2 separate regions of the Mus musculus genome follow, and region 1 is linked to region 2. Evidence: chromatin contacts called from public promoter capture Hi-C data. All regions are on one chromosome and are shown on one strand. Each heading gives the region's core, a stretch centred on a gene start, on an enhancer-like site or on the middle of the called end of the contact. The rest is flanking DNA. Distances are from core to core; before and after follow the strand shown. Region 1 holds the start of Trub2 (TruB pseudouridine (psi) synthase family member 2). Region 2 holds the start of Ubac1 (ubiquitin associated domain containing 1).

Evidence for each region. Promoter capture Hi-C pulls out the DNA fragments that hold promoters and counts their contacts.
Region 1: a promoter capture Hi-C map of pre-B cells shows a contact between it and region 2, with 2.7 times the contacts expected there. The contact joins the promoter of Trub2 here to the promoter of Ubac1 in region 2. A contact is called at or near these places in 1 of 39 promoter capture datasets (pre-B cells) and 2 of 484 Hi-C or Micro-C datasets (CD4 T cells and CD8 T cells).

The regions. Positions count from the first base shown.
Region 1 is chr2:29,786,420-29,793,494 of GRCm38.p6, forward strand. Trub2 (TruB pseudouridine (psi) synthase family member 2) reads right to left here and starts at 1,252. Exons shown (of 8, transcript NM_145520.5): 1 at 1,084-1,252; 2 at 57-188. The coding sequence starts at 1,192. Coq4 (coenzyme Q4) reads left to right here and starts at 1,074. Exons shown (of 7, transcript NM_178693.5): 1 at 1,074-1,938; 2 at 2,018-2,149; 3 at 3,484-3,580; 4 at 4,038-4,140. The coding sequence starts at 1,866.
Region 2 is chr2:26,017,028-26,023,538 of GRCm38.p6, forward strand. It overlaps Ubac1 (ubiquitin associated domain containing 1), which reads right to left and starts at 4,733. Exons shown (of 10, transcript NM_133835.2): 1 at 4,370-4,733. The coding sequence starts at 4,507.

The DNA of each region.
Region 1 (7,075 bases), core at 2-2,501, 3.8 Mb after region 2:
CAGGCCAGGGATTTCCTCTAACATCACGGCCAGGGTCCTGTCTGACTCTGCCTTACCAAGTCTGTGGGTGGTGAGGGAGGGTACATTGGTGGCTCTGAGAGTCAACTTCTTCTCTTCACTGCCTTCCACAGGGCCTAGCAAGAAGCGAACACGCTGATCAGGAGCAGGAGGCTGCTGGGCATTGAGACCTAAGCACAAAAGAACACAGTCAGTACTTTTCCAACCCGCAAGAGAAGGGGTAGAGAGATGGTAGCATAGAAGATGGATTTGTGTATCGTAGAAAACGTACTATGACTCCTTCAGAAGCCAGGTATCATTAATTCCAGCACTGGGGAGGCAAGAGGCGGGCCTATCTCTGAATTCAAGGCCTGACTGATCTACAGAGTTATTTCCAGGGCAGCCAGGGGTATACAGAGAAACCATTCTCTAAAAAGTGAAGAACAAACAAACAAAACAAAAATCCTAGGTTGGAAGTGTAGCTCAATTCATGGAGTGTTTGCACAATACGCAAGACGCCCCGGGTTCCATCCCCAGCACCCTAATGGGAGGTGGTACTACACAGATGTAGTCTAAGACCTTGGGTAGTGAAGGCAGGACAGTCAAAAGTTCAAGGTTATCTTCATCTTACATAGCAAATTTGAGGCTACATGACAGTTTTTAAGAAAATAAAAGAAAGGAAAAAAAGGCAAAGAAAAAAATTGGTGTTTGAGGGTCGGGGTGGTGGTCACGCTTGTGATCCCAGCATCTGGCAGGTGGAGTCAGGAGAGTCAGAATTCTCAGTGCCTCACTGATTTCAAGGTCGGATTAATTAGAAAAGACCCTGTCTCAAAAGGCAAAAAAAAAAAAAAAAAAAAAAAAAGTTCAAATTCTAACTCTGTAACAGAAACCGCGAAAAAAAACCCAACACTATAGAATGAATTTCTCTAAAGGAAAATAGCGGAGAGTGGGTAGTAACGAAATGTGTACAAGAGAAAAAAAACAAACAAACAAGAAACAGCTACAACCCGGCAAACGAACCACGTGACCTCACTCCACATCAGAAAGAACTAAAGCAAAACCGTGGGTCCGCGTCGGAGTTCTCACCTTTAAGCAGTTGCAACTCCACGGTCTCACGCAAGTGCAGCCACTTCAGCCCCGGAGGTTTATAGACAGCGAAGAGCCCCTGCAGCCGAGCTAGGCCAGAAGAACCCATGGCTGGAACTCAGCGGTTCAACATCATCCAGAAGCGGGGATGCGGGCGGAAGTGCTGCGTGGTCCTTTCCCAAATGTGGTCCCTACTGTAGGTAGCCGCCTTGTTTCCTTGGCAGGAAGAGGTTCTTTTCTTATTGCCCTCCGGGGGGGAAATAAGAGATGGAGAAGAAAATAGGGCCGGATATCGAGCAACCGAATTCTCGGTTATGTTATTTTTGAATTCTTTTCAGGAGTTTTTTGTTTGTTTGTTTCTCATATATCCCAGGCTGCCCTCAAACTTGCTAAGTTGCCGAGAATTCATTACTTTTCTGTCTCCACTTTTCCAAGATCTGGAGTGACGAGTAATTCACATCAGGCTTGGTTTTTGAGACAAGGTCTCTAGTACTGCCTTCGTACTTAAGAAATAGCCAAGAAGGATCTCGAACTGATCCTACGGCCTCCAGGTTTCAAATGCTGGGTTGACAGGCCTACGTTATAAATAACGCCTGGCTCACAGCAGTTGTTTTACTTCAGTGGCAAACAGATCTTGTGGCTTTCCTTCTCATGCTCCTGTCCATATTACAACATCTCCGATCAAAAAGCCACAGTGAGTGCAGTGTCCCAGGAGTCTTTTGACTTCTCGGGCCTCCGTAGTACCTGCGGAGCCCCGCCTAACCACGCGGACGTCCGCTGCCATGGCGACCCTGCTGCTGCTTCGCTCCCTGCGCCTCCACCGCAGTCTTCGGCCCCGTACGCGGCCAGCTGTAGGTGAGCAGCTCTGATTCCAGTGTCCGCGGCGACCAGAGGGACCGGACTCCTCTCACCTTTACCTCTTTTCTGCTCGCAGATGTACCCCTCAGGGCCGGGAGCCATGGCGCCCGCCTGCTGTACCCGGACCACATCCCAACCACCCCGCTGCAAAAGATGCTGCTGGCTGCGGGCGCGGCGGGAATGGCTCTCTACAACCCCTATCGCCACGGTAAGACGGTTTACTCTTCGGTCTCGAAAGCTGGGACCGGTGAAGACTTGGTTTGTGGGCATCCAAACCTGGCTGCGCCTATCATATTTCCCAGGATCGTTTATGATAATCAGGTGCCTGATTCTAGCTAGAACTGTTTTGGGTCTTCTGGGCACAGGGAGGAGAGGAAGAAAGAAACGTGAAGTCTACAAGTCTGCCTTTTTGTAATTCTTGGAAGAGTGTCACCCTAGCATATTAATCTCTGGGCTGAATGACCAGGTACACACCAAATTACAGCATTCTCACTGGGTAGTAAGTAAACTTGGTAAGGGCCATGATCTTCAGGATTTTCTTTGCTGAAACAGTTCAAGATCAGCTTCTTTTTGTTTGTTTGGCTTTGGTTTTTTCAAGACAGGGTTTCTCTGTGTAGCCCTGGCTGTCCTGGAACTCATTCTGTAAACCAGGCTGACCTCGAACTCAGAAATCCGCCTGCCTCTGCCTCCCAAGTGCTGGGATTAAAGGCATGCGCCACCACTGCCTGGCAAGATCAGCTTCTTTTTCCATACATACCCAGTCTTTGCTCAAAGAAAGAAAAGATGGGAGGAAGTAAAAGAAGAGACATGTGGCATGGTTTATATAGGATCTGGTGACTGTACCTGCACTCAACTCTAGCGCCATTTTTTAAAAATTGTTTTGTTGAGGCAAGGTCTCTTATAGACTGGGCTGTCCCCTAACTCCATAGATAGCCAAGGATGACTTTGAATTCCTGATCACCCTGCCTCCCTACCTCCTGAATGCTGGGACTACAGGTGTGTGCTACCCTCATACCCAGTTTATATGATGCTGGGAACCAAACTCAGGGCTTTGGGTGTGCTAAGCAAGCACTGTGTCAGCCTAGTTACTGCCATTCATCACCATTTAATCTCAAGGCCGGTGGAAACAAGACACTCTGTCTTGATAATGGTCTATGAAAGTGGTTCCTGCTGTTGATGAAAGCCTCCATATTCCTATAGGTTTGTAATGTTAAGGATAGTAGCTAGCCGGGTGTGGTGGCATACGCCTTTAATCCCAGCACTCGGGAGGCAGAGGCAGGTGGATTTCTGAGATCGAGGACAGCCTGGTCTACAAAGTGAGTTCCAGGACAGCCAGGGCTATACAGAGAAACCTAACTGTCCTAGTGGTACACGCCTTTAATATAGCACTTGGAAAGCAGAGGCAGAAAGATCTCTGAGTTTGAGGCCAGCCTGGTCTGCATAATGAGTTCCAGGCCAGCCTGTACTACAAAAAGAAACTGTCTCAAAAACAAACAAACAAAAGAATCCATTCTCTGTCTTTTCCCATCTCTGTCCTTTCAGACATGGTTGCAGTTCTAGGGGAGACCACAGGATGCCACACCCTGAAATTCCTCAGGGACCAGATGAAGAAGGATCCAGAGGGTGCCCAGATTCTACAGTAGGTCCCAACTTTGCTTTTGGCAGGGGTGTGTCTGTCCTCATCCTGTTAGGAGCCCTTCAGAGGACCATGGGTGGATATATTGCCTGGGACACTGCTCAAAGCCAGGAGCACGCATATATGTATGTGGGATTATACAATATGTCATCTTAGTCCTGTGTAAACCACAAGACTCTGCTTGCATTAAGCTGGCTGTACTTCTCCAGCTGTGCTGTATCTATCCCTTCCCTGGCATCTGTGGCCCTTCTCTCTGACTAGATTGTGTCTTTGAAGGCACCAGCTCAGCCCTGGGTTGGGATCGTCTCCATAGTCCCTAATACTGCAGTGTTCTCTTAGGGCTTGTGGCTACATAGATGTCCTGTGGCTACCTAGGCCCACTTCAGCTTCCTTTATGTGACCCTTTCACTTGCCTTGGCTGACACACACCCAGGCTTACCTTCTATATTCTGTCTTTCAGAGAGCGTCCCAGGATCTCCCTGTCTACCCTCGACCTGAGCAAGCTTCAGAGCCTGCCTGAAGGCTCACTGGGCCGTGAGTATCTTCGCTTCCTGGATGTGAATGTGAGTTTCCGGGCTCTGTGTATCCAGCAGTTACCAGTAAGGGTGGAGGGTTGCATGGGAAGAGATAGCCTAGAGCGGGAGGATGCCTAAGATGCCAACTAAGGCAGGAGTGCTTCTCAGTCTGTGACATTTTTCTATGTGATGGGTAAATGGTCTGGTAATGCCATCCCAAATACTGGAGGTTACTAGCCTCCTGTTGCATGCCAGCTCACAGGCTGGTACATGACCTGGCTAGATCCTGCCAGTGACCTTTCTTGTAAGTTCTGTTGTTATCTTCTTACAAGACATGAGGACTCAGGCACAGAGCAAGCAGTGAAACAACATAACTTCACAGCTAGTCCAGCCCTGGGCAGAGGGAACCAGCATCCTGGGATCCACTGTGCTCTGGCCAGAGTAGGACTCTCCAGCACCAGGCAAGACAGATGGTGGGAGGTGGGGATTCCCAAAACTCAACATCACTCCGTGTGCTACAGTGTAGCAAGTCAGGTCCCTGCCCCGACCCCCCTCCAGCTTGTGCTCTTATTAGAGAGGCAGTTAATAAAGTAGTTTAAAAAATTGAAATGAGAATGTAGTGGTCTGAGGAGATAGCTCAGTTGGTCAAGTTCATGTAGAAAGGCCTGGGTTCAGTCCTCAGCGTGAACCTGCTGTAGAATAGAGGAAGGGGAATCAGAAGCCCAGGGCCAGCCTAACCCACACAGTGAGGTTTTGGCCAGCCTGGGTTACACAAGACCCTGTCCCTCCTGCTTTTTGAGGTAAAATATTTCTTGAGTACTTAGAACGCACAAAGCATCATGCTCAGCCGTGGGACACAGTGAACTGAAGGAGCCAGACATCTGTTACTTGGGAGCCCACAGCCTAGCAGGCGGCCATGCTGAAGGGAACAAGACAATGGGACAGAGGATGTCTCTGGATGGAGTAGGGATAGCTACTGCTGGTTCAGTGGTCAGGAGAGACCTTTCCAAGAAGACTTGGAAGATGGGATGTTGTCAGCTTTGTAGAGCTCCGGGGAGGAGCACTATGAGCAGAATCAACCAGCTCAAAGAAGCAGGATGGCGCAGGGCTGGGAGGACAGCTCCACAGGGTTAGTGCTTGCTGCTTAAACATGGGGGCCTGAGTTTGTAAAAGCAGACCTGGCAGTTCACACCTGCAACCCTAGCAATGTGGAGGGAGGGGCGGCTGATTCCAGGAGGTCACTGTCCAGCCACCTGACCTGTATCAGTGAGCCCATGGTGCAGTTAGAGATGTGTCTCAGAAACTAAGAAGACACTCAACACCAACCTCTGGCCACCGCACACGTCATACATGTGCATACGAGAGTATATGCCACACGTGTATCAAGAGAGAAAAAGAAAGCCAATTCAGTTGCTACGATCCAGTTGCTCCTACCAGCCTGGCTGCAGCAGGAAGGCTGCCTCTGAGCTCAAGATCGTCCCTGGGTATGGAGGGAGCGACCACACCTACTATATTTACGAGGCAAGACCCTATCTTTAAAAAAGCAGACGCACAGGCTGGAGCGGCAGCTCAGTGGTTAAGAGTGCCTTCTGCCCTTCCAGAGGACCTGGTTCAATCCCCAGCACCCACATGGCAGCTCTCAGCTTCTATAACTCCAGTTCCAGGGGACCTGACCTGCTCTTCTGGCCGCTGTAGGCAGCCAGCACACACTTGGTGTATAGACATATATATATATGTAAGAAACAGCCATGTGTATATTAAAAGAAGAATAACAAAACAAAACATTGGAGGGCCTGGGGGCAGAGCTCAGTGGTAACAAGCACACCTAAGGCCCTGGGCTCTGTCCCAAGCATAAGTGCATAGACAAACAAAACACACTGCAGAGGCCTGAGCAGAGGAAAGGGAAAGCGTAAGCTGATCCAACAATGCCGGGGCCTGGGAAAAGAAGCTGCATTTTGTAGCAGGAACCATTAAAAATGGTTGGAAAGTTTAAAAATAGTAATCCCAGCTCTCGGGAGGCAGGGGTGGGTGGATCTTTAATCTCCACAGTTCTAGGACAGCCAGGACTAGACACAGAGACCCTCTCTCAAAATGAAATGAAGAAAAGATCAGTATAATACAGTTTTCCTTCTCCACCTCCCCTCCCTCTCATGCACACATCTCCTTGAAGCTTAATGGCTCTCCAGCCAGATGAAGCCAGGCTGAAGGAGGAGGAGGGTGGCCAAGGGTCACTCTAGAACAAGTTCTTAGAGTTATACTACTGCTGCTGTGAGCTGGGTAACTCTTGGTTGGGCAGCTGTCCTGTGCCTCGTAGGCTCTTTTGCAGCATCCCTGACCTCTCTCTACCAGATGCCAGTCAACTCCCTCATCCACCCATTGGTCTGGACACTGTAAAGATCCCCTGATGAACAGTTGAGAACCATTACACAATGCAGACATTGCCCCCAGACAGCAAGCTGCCTCTCACCCTCTCCTAGCACCATTGCCTTAGCAGGGCAGTCACCTGCCCTAGTTTCACCAGGGTGCAGGTTACTTCATCAGTGAGGAACCTGCCCCAAGTGCCACCATGGGAGGGACAACTTCTGCATTTTCCACTGCCTTTAGTCCTGTTGCTGGGGTGGAGAGGAGGTCTATTAGGGCCATCCTGGGTGCCTTACCTAGCATATTCCCTCCTATGGTGTCAGTCTGGAAATGTGGGACTTCTACTACAAGGAAATCAACCACAAAATGGCAAGGTGCACCTTGAGCCCTACAGAGAATTAGGTGAAAGTTGAAGGTAAAGTCACAGGAGCTAAGGCTGGCTGCTGAAAGGTGTGGTCACCCTTTGGTGAGTTGAAGGAACATGGGTAATGCCCCACAGCCCTGCACAAATCCTCCCCCAGAAAGAGGATAGATCTTTGATCTCCAGGGCATTAATATGTCTGATTGATAATGGGTATCGGGCTGGAGAGATGGCTCAGTGGTTGAGAGCACTGACTGCTCT
Region 2 (6,511 bases), core at 3,483-5,982:
TTTTCCTTCTTCAGCAGACACACAAAAGGCAGAAGAACTGCACAGAGAAAAGACTGCTTTCCAGGAGCAAGGTGGCCACACCTGCCCAGTGAATACCACAAAGTCCTCAACAGAGCACAGGGCAATATAGGCCTCAGCTTAGTCTTGGGCCCTAGCAATACCCTACTCCAGATGCAGCCTACAGGAGATCAGGTGGCACACGGCTGTGTATATGTCCCCAGGGCCCTAGAACCTAGTGACAACATCTGGTAGAGGAGGTAGAAAGCAAACTATCAGTGCTACCGAGGAAGACAGCCCCTCTGAAAGGACCCAGCAGGTGATCCTGCAGGCACCGACCTCATGACAAGGGACTTCACATACTGAGTAGAGGCTTGTACAATCTCTTCAATCTTTCACCACAGACAGAGGCCTGGCAATCGTAGCTTATGATCTCAGCCAGGCTCCAGCACTCACTCATACAGAATGCAAACGCATCATCTCCAATGACAGAGTCCTGCCTGCCTTTGGGCCACACCTATCATATATCTGATTGCCAAGAAGACAAAGACCAAAAACACACTGCTGGTACCACATGGCACAAATGGGGGATCACTGTGCCTGTGGTTTGTCACCAGGTAAACCCGAGTTTGTACAAGTTTCCATGAGTCCACCACTGCCCAGCATCAGACAACTTTCCCAGGCCCAATACCAAGTCAGCTGCAGCCCCTCCCCAAACTCAGAACAAGGCCAAGGGCTATAACCATTTCTTGCTGCTATGGGTCCCTGTGTTAGATTAAGCATGGAAGAAGTTCAGGAAATCCAGTGAAAGGACTCACTAGTGCTTTCCAAAACCTGAAAGGGACTGACACACAGGCTTGGAGGAGGAAGCTTTGGCCCGCCCCAGAGTGGGCCACTTTGCATATTCAGGACACGGTTCCTGGATGTTCTGGAAGGTATCTTGGGTACCATAATGCACACACTCAACAAAGGGCCTCTGTATATATGGCTGCTAACCAGAGGAGAAGAAAAAACAGAAGCATGCACTTCCCTCTAGACCCTGGAATTTTAGAGTACCAGAATCTTGCATCAGTCTCAGATTGAAACCAGTTTTGAAAAGTGGACCATGACACTCAGACAAAGCTGTTAAGACTAAGGACTTATAAGATAAATCTACCCTACAGCAACCAACTTACTCAACATTGTGATGAAGCAGACAACCTCAACTTTCCTTGAACCTAAAAATGACTCTTTAATAATGTCAATTTGTTTGAATTAAGAAATACCTATGGCATCAATAAGGCACACTGCTGGGTGTCTATGAGGGCTTTCCACAGAGAATTAAATGAGGGGGAAGAAAACCAAGCCTGAATGTGCTAGCCCCATCGAATGGGCTGCTGGAGTTCCAGACTGAATACCCATAAGTCAGTCAACTGAGCAGCAGCACTGCCCTTTCTACTTCCTGATTCAAAGATATGTGAGCAAGCAGCCTCAGGCTCCCCCTGGCAGAGCCACTTGCCACCGTACCCCATCACCAGAAAGAACTGTATCCCTCCAAACCATGAACTAAAATAAACATCCTTTCATTTGCTTTGATGTGGTACCAGGTCATAACAACCAAAACAGTAGAACCCCATTCTGCTTCAAAAACTACTAAGTGGGATGCTTTGAAATTCTAAAATCCCTGGTTAATTCTAGCAGATTTGTCAAGTTCAGAATACAGTATGAAACACAATTAGAACCTACTAACTGTATTCTGAAGCCTGTCAGCAGCACACCGGAACAAGACATGACACAGGTCGTCACACTACACACCACCACAACCCTATCTTCACGTGCACATATCCCAGAGGTGTCTGTCATTAGCTTCTGCTCATATCTAGTACTGTACATCATGGAAAGATAACAGGTCATGGGGGCTGGAGAGATGGCTCAGTGGTTAAGAGCACTGACTGCTCTTCCAGAGGTCCTGAGTTCAATTCCCAGCAACCACATGGTGGCTCACAACCATCTATAATGGGATCCGATGCCCTCTTCTGATGTCTGAAGACAACAACAGTGTACTCATATACATTAAATGAATAAATAAATCTTTAAAAAAAAAGATAACAGGGGCTAACTCTTCACAGGACCTGGGACGGTTTAGGCTTTGAAGGAGAATTCATGTGCTTCATCCAGATGGTACACTACAGAAAAGCTCCTCCACACCACAGCTCCATCACCCCAGACTTCCACTAACCCCCTTTAGAAAAGAGGACTCACTGTGCCCCTTTCCTAGATACCGGCAGTGGAAGCTGGGCAATAGCATGGTGAAGTCACTTTGGGTAAAACAAAAAGGGGGAGGCAAAAACCAAATCTATTTCCTTAAGAATTTAAATAACAAGCCTCTCCTTGATACAGCTGTAAATTCCCAGGAGTGCTGTGGGAGAAAAAATTTTTTAAAAAACTCTATCATACCCCTCTGGAAGAGAGGAAAGAAGAAAAAATAATAGTGATAACAACCCCAGTAACCAGGGTGCACAGGACAATAAAGAACATGGAAGTCAGGTCAGGATAAAGTATCTTGTGCATGACAGGTTTACAGTCAGGTACAACGAGAAGATCATCTTTTCTAATAAATGCAGTGTGACTCCTAGAGCTGATGGGACCCGGAGGTGGGTCAGTTCTAATGCCTCTGCTCTCCAGCCCTGTGATCTAGAATGCTGTGAAATTCTCCTGCTGCTTCAGCCCTCTGCCCTGGAAAATGTGGAGTAGAATAGTCTCAATTTAAACAAGAATAATGACAAAAATGGTCAAAATGATACAACTCCAATATCAACTGGAATATTAAACATCACAAATAATTAGCATCATATCAAAACCTGCTGCCTAAGCCTAACCATACTGCCCCTAAAATGTATTAGCAAGCATCTGTGAATCATCTCCCTACCCCCTTCATAGAATACTGCCATGCTCATTACGTATATCCACACCACAAGTGAGTTAGGCAAGAGATCACAGCAGTGAAGGTGACATCCCATGCTCATGTGGTTTGAGGCTGACACCTTTCATTCCTTCAATCCTTACACCGACTTTGAAGTTACTCCAAGCTCAGCCCCCGAGGAACTGACCTAGGAGATGACACAGCATAGTACTAGGCCAGCATGGATGCTAGGGAACAGTCTAGATGCCCAAGGAGGCCCCAGTCTTTAAGCTTCTGCTGAGCCTCTGGGTCTTGCTATTGAGAAAATCCACAGGCTCAACACAAGCTTAAAGGTTGGGGACTCCTTGGGCAGTCTAAAATACATTTTGTCCTGTATGTGAGCCTCATTGAGGTGAACCACAGACACTGAGACCCACGGTTACTCAACATCTAATGCACTGCAGAAGAGGGGCTTGAAACAGATCTCTTGGAGCCTGCCTGACATTACACACTGACTACACAAAGGCACACAGATGATAAACTACCCTTTGCAAGCAGCTGCTATAGTAACTTGAAGACTGCCTTTAGAGGAAACACAATGCTGAACTTTAACACAACCTACTGCTGTAGATCCCTAACTTTCCGAAGAGTCCCCTCTAAAAAGCTATCTGGCACTAATCTTGTCTGGCATGGTGCTTCCATAGGCTACCAGTGTCTAACAGACATCTGTTTCATCTTCAACTGGGAGCAGTTAGAGCCAGGAAGGCTTCAAGAACTAATTCCAAGACTTAACTAAAACTAAAAGGCTAACTATAGTACAACGTTCACTGAATGTAAGTAAACTTAACAAATGCCACTTGCTGGCAGGAGACAGTCATCCTGGACCTTCCCACTCAATCAACTGTTGCCCCAATAGAAAGTAGAAGCCAAGGAACTTGTCCCACAGTGACACTATTTTAAGTGACTACTGCTAAGTGTCAAGTCCCGGCCATGGGCTCCTAGCAGCTGGCTCCTCAGGCAAGGAGCCAGTCCTCTTATAATGGGATCTAGTTACTTCCAGCTTCTGGAGGAAACTAAAAGCTCATCCCAACAGCAGGCAAGCCCCAAGGCTAGAAAACCATGATCCCTTGCCTTTGCCTCTCCCAGTCTCTGTTCACTCTCGCCTTCACCTCCCTAGCACGTTGCAGAAATTAAATAAAGCTCGCTCAACAGCGGGGGCCAGATGCTCTTCTCTGAGCACTAGGTTTGTGATTGGAGGAGCGGAAGGCGCTGCCCAGGCCCGGAGGAGCGAAGGCTGGGAGCAGCGGGCTGCACGGCAGGGACTGGGGACCGGTCCAGGAAGAAGCGAAAATCTGGCGTCTAGGTAGAGATAGGAGTGTCGGGGCAACCAGAAGGCTGGGGACTGGGGCGGAGTCTGGGACATAAGTCTAGGTTTCTGGTTTTCAGAACGGAGGCAGAGGTGGAACTGGGTCGTAAGGAGCTCGGCCTTACATGTTTGAGGCAACTCTCCTTGAGCTTCTCCACCGATGTGTCCTCGGTCGCCTCCTCCAGCCACTCGGCGCCGTCGGCTGCGCAGATGTGCAGCCGAAGCACCTTGCCCGCGAAGATCTTCTCCTCCTGCACGAACATCGCGCCGCCGCCCGGGCCTGCACCCGCCGCCCGAACCAGTGAAGGTCACTGAGGCTGGCGGGAGGACCAGGGGCGGGGCCGGGCCGCCGTGCGCTCCTTCGCTGGCCGCCGCCGCCCCGCCCCGGCTCCTGTCAGCTCCGCCGCCCGTCACTGAAGGGGCAGGAGCTGTACCCTTGCTGCCACTGCCCGTGTCGCCGTAGCCGCCCGGAGCGCGCGGTCGCAGCCGCGCCGGAAGTGCGTAATGAGCGCCCGTGGGTATGCCGGGAAATGTGGTTTTTTTTTGGCAGGCATTCTGCTGTTGCCCACCCCACCCCCCGCACCCCCCGCCCGCACCGCGCCGGAAATAGGTAAAGTGCACCAAGGCACGCCGGGAGTTGTCGTTCCCAGGCAGGCTCACGGCCCCCTTACCAAAAATTAATGTGTGAGGTGGGTCAGATGCATACCGGGAGTTGTAGTTCTCCATATACCTCATTCCTTCAGCACCTCCCAGCCTTGTTACCTGATTTGCTGGTCTGTTGGAATTGAAAAGGGCTCCGGAGTCAAGTACACAAGATAATACGTCTGGGTCAGGGCACTAGAAATGTGTCACAGTTGTAAGTGCTTGTATGCCATGCACAAAGCCCTGGGTTTGCTCCTCGGCGCAGCATACGCCTGGCACAGGTTTATAATCCTGAACGTTTAGGCAGAACCAGAAGGTCAAACAGGTCATCCTTGACTACATAATGAGTTCAGAACCACTCTGGAATACAAGCCTGCATAAAACACATACAAATGCGCGTGCGTACACACACACACACACACACACACACACACACACACACACACACACACGCATGCGCGCACACACTCACACATACGGGATGGGGGGCCCTGGCTCGGTGGTTAGGATTACTTTCTACTCTTGCTGAGGATCCTGTGTTTCTCAGAACCCACAATGGTGCTTCAGAATTATCTTGAAGATCAGACACACTGTTGATACATATATGTAAGCACAATACTTACAAAATAAATCTTTTTAAGCTAAAAAAAAACAAATAAAAAATAAATAATATCATAATTATTAGTGATCCAGGAATGGTGGTGTGGAGGTAGGAGGAACAGTTCAAGTTCATAGTCATCTTTGACAAGATCCATGAGCTCTTGCCACAGATCTGTGTCTTGGCAGATGGTACAGAACTAAGCAATAAGGGTTGTGAGGAGTGGGTCTGAGGCCCCTCCAGCTGGTCTTCAAGTTCCCCAGGCCTCTCCCCAACAAACCCCTTGCTCTTTGTCCAAAGCCTAGGCTACTAAGCCCCAGTCTTCAGAGGCCTAATGTCCTCTTTCTCTTGGAAGCCTGTCATGGTGCCACCTAGGGCATAATAAGAATGTTTGCAAGTATTTCCACATAGCCCATTCAGCATCCTACCACTGGATATACTGAAAGAAGTACCCAGAGGGACACGGGACAAGTCCCTTCCATATGCTTGATCTGGCTCTCCAGGATTCCCAAGAGTGAAGTGAGCAGAAGGAATTGTGGAGACAGTGATCTTTGCAATGTGTGTATGAGGTCCCTTTGGAGCTGGAGACAACAGATCCTCTCCTCCAAAACCTCCAGGCTTCTATGTGAACACAGAGATACCCCTCAGAGCACTATGAGGAAGGATAGGCTGCCCAGCCTCCCAGGTCAGCCTTACTACAGAAGCCCGGCAGGCACAGCTCTGTGGGTGCTCATGCAGTATTCAAGGGAGAATGCATCTCCCTCTACTCACCAGCTGGGCTAAGGCAAGGAGCTTGCATGGAGACTCAGCTTCTGCCCATCTGGTGCCATTCTGTACCTTGTCCAGTTTCAGTCTCTGCTTCAGAGAACATGCTGTCCCCTCCCTGCCTGCCTATAGGAAGGCGCGTGCTCGTAGAGTACCTGCTGTTTATGCTGGGGATGCAACGGGGAGGGTTGAGTGAAGTTCCTTGGCTGGCAGATCCTGTTTTCCTGCGATGGGCCAGCCAGACAAGGCTCTGAAGACTCTT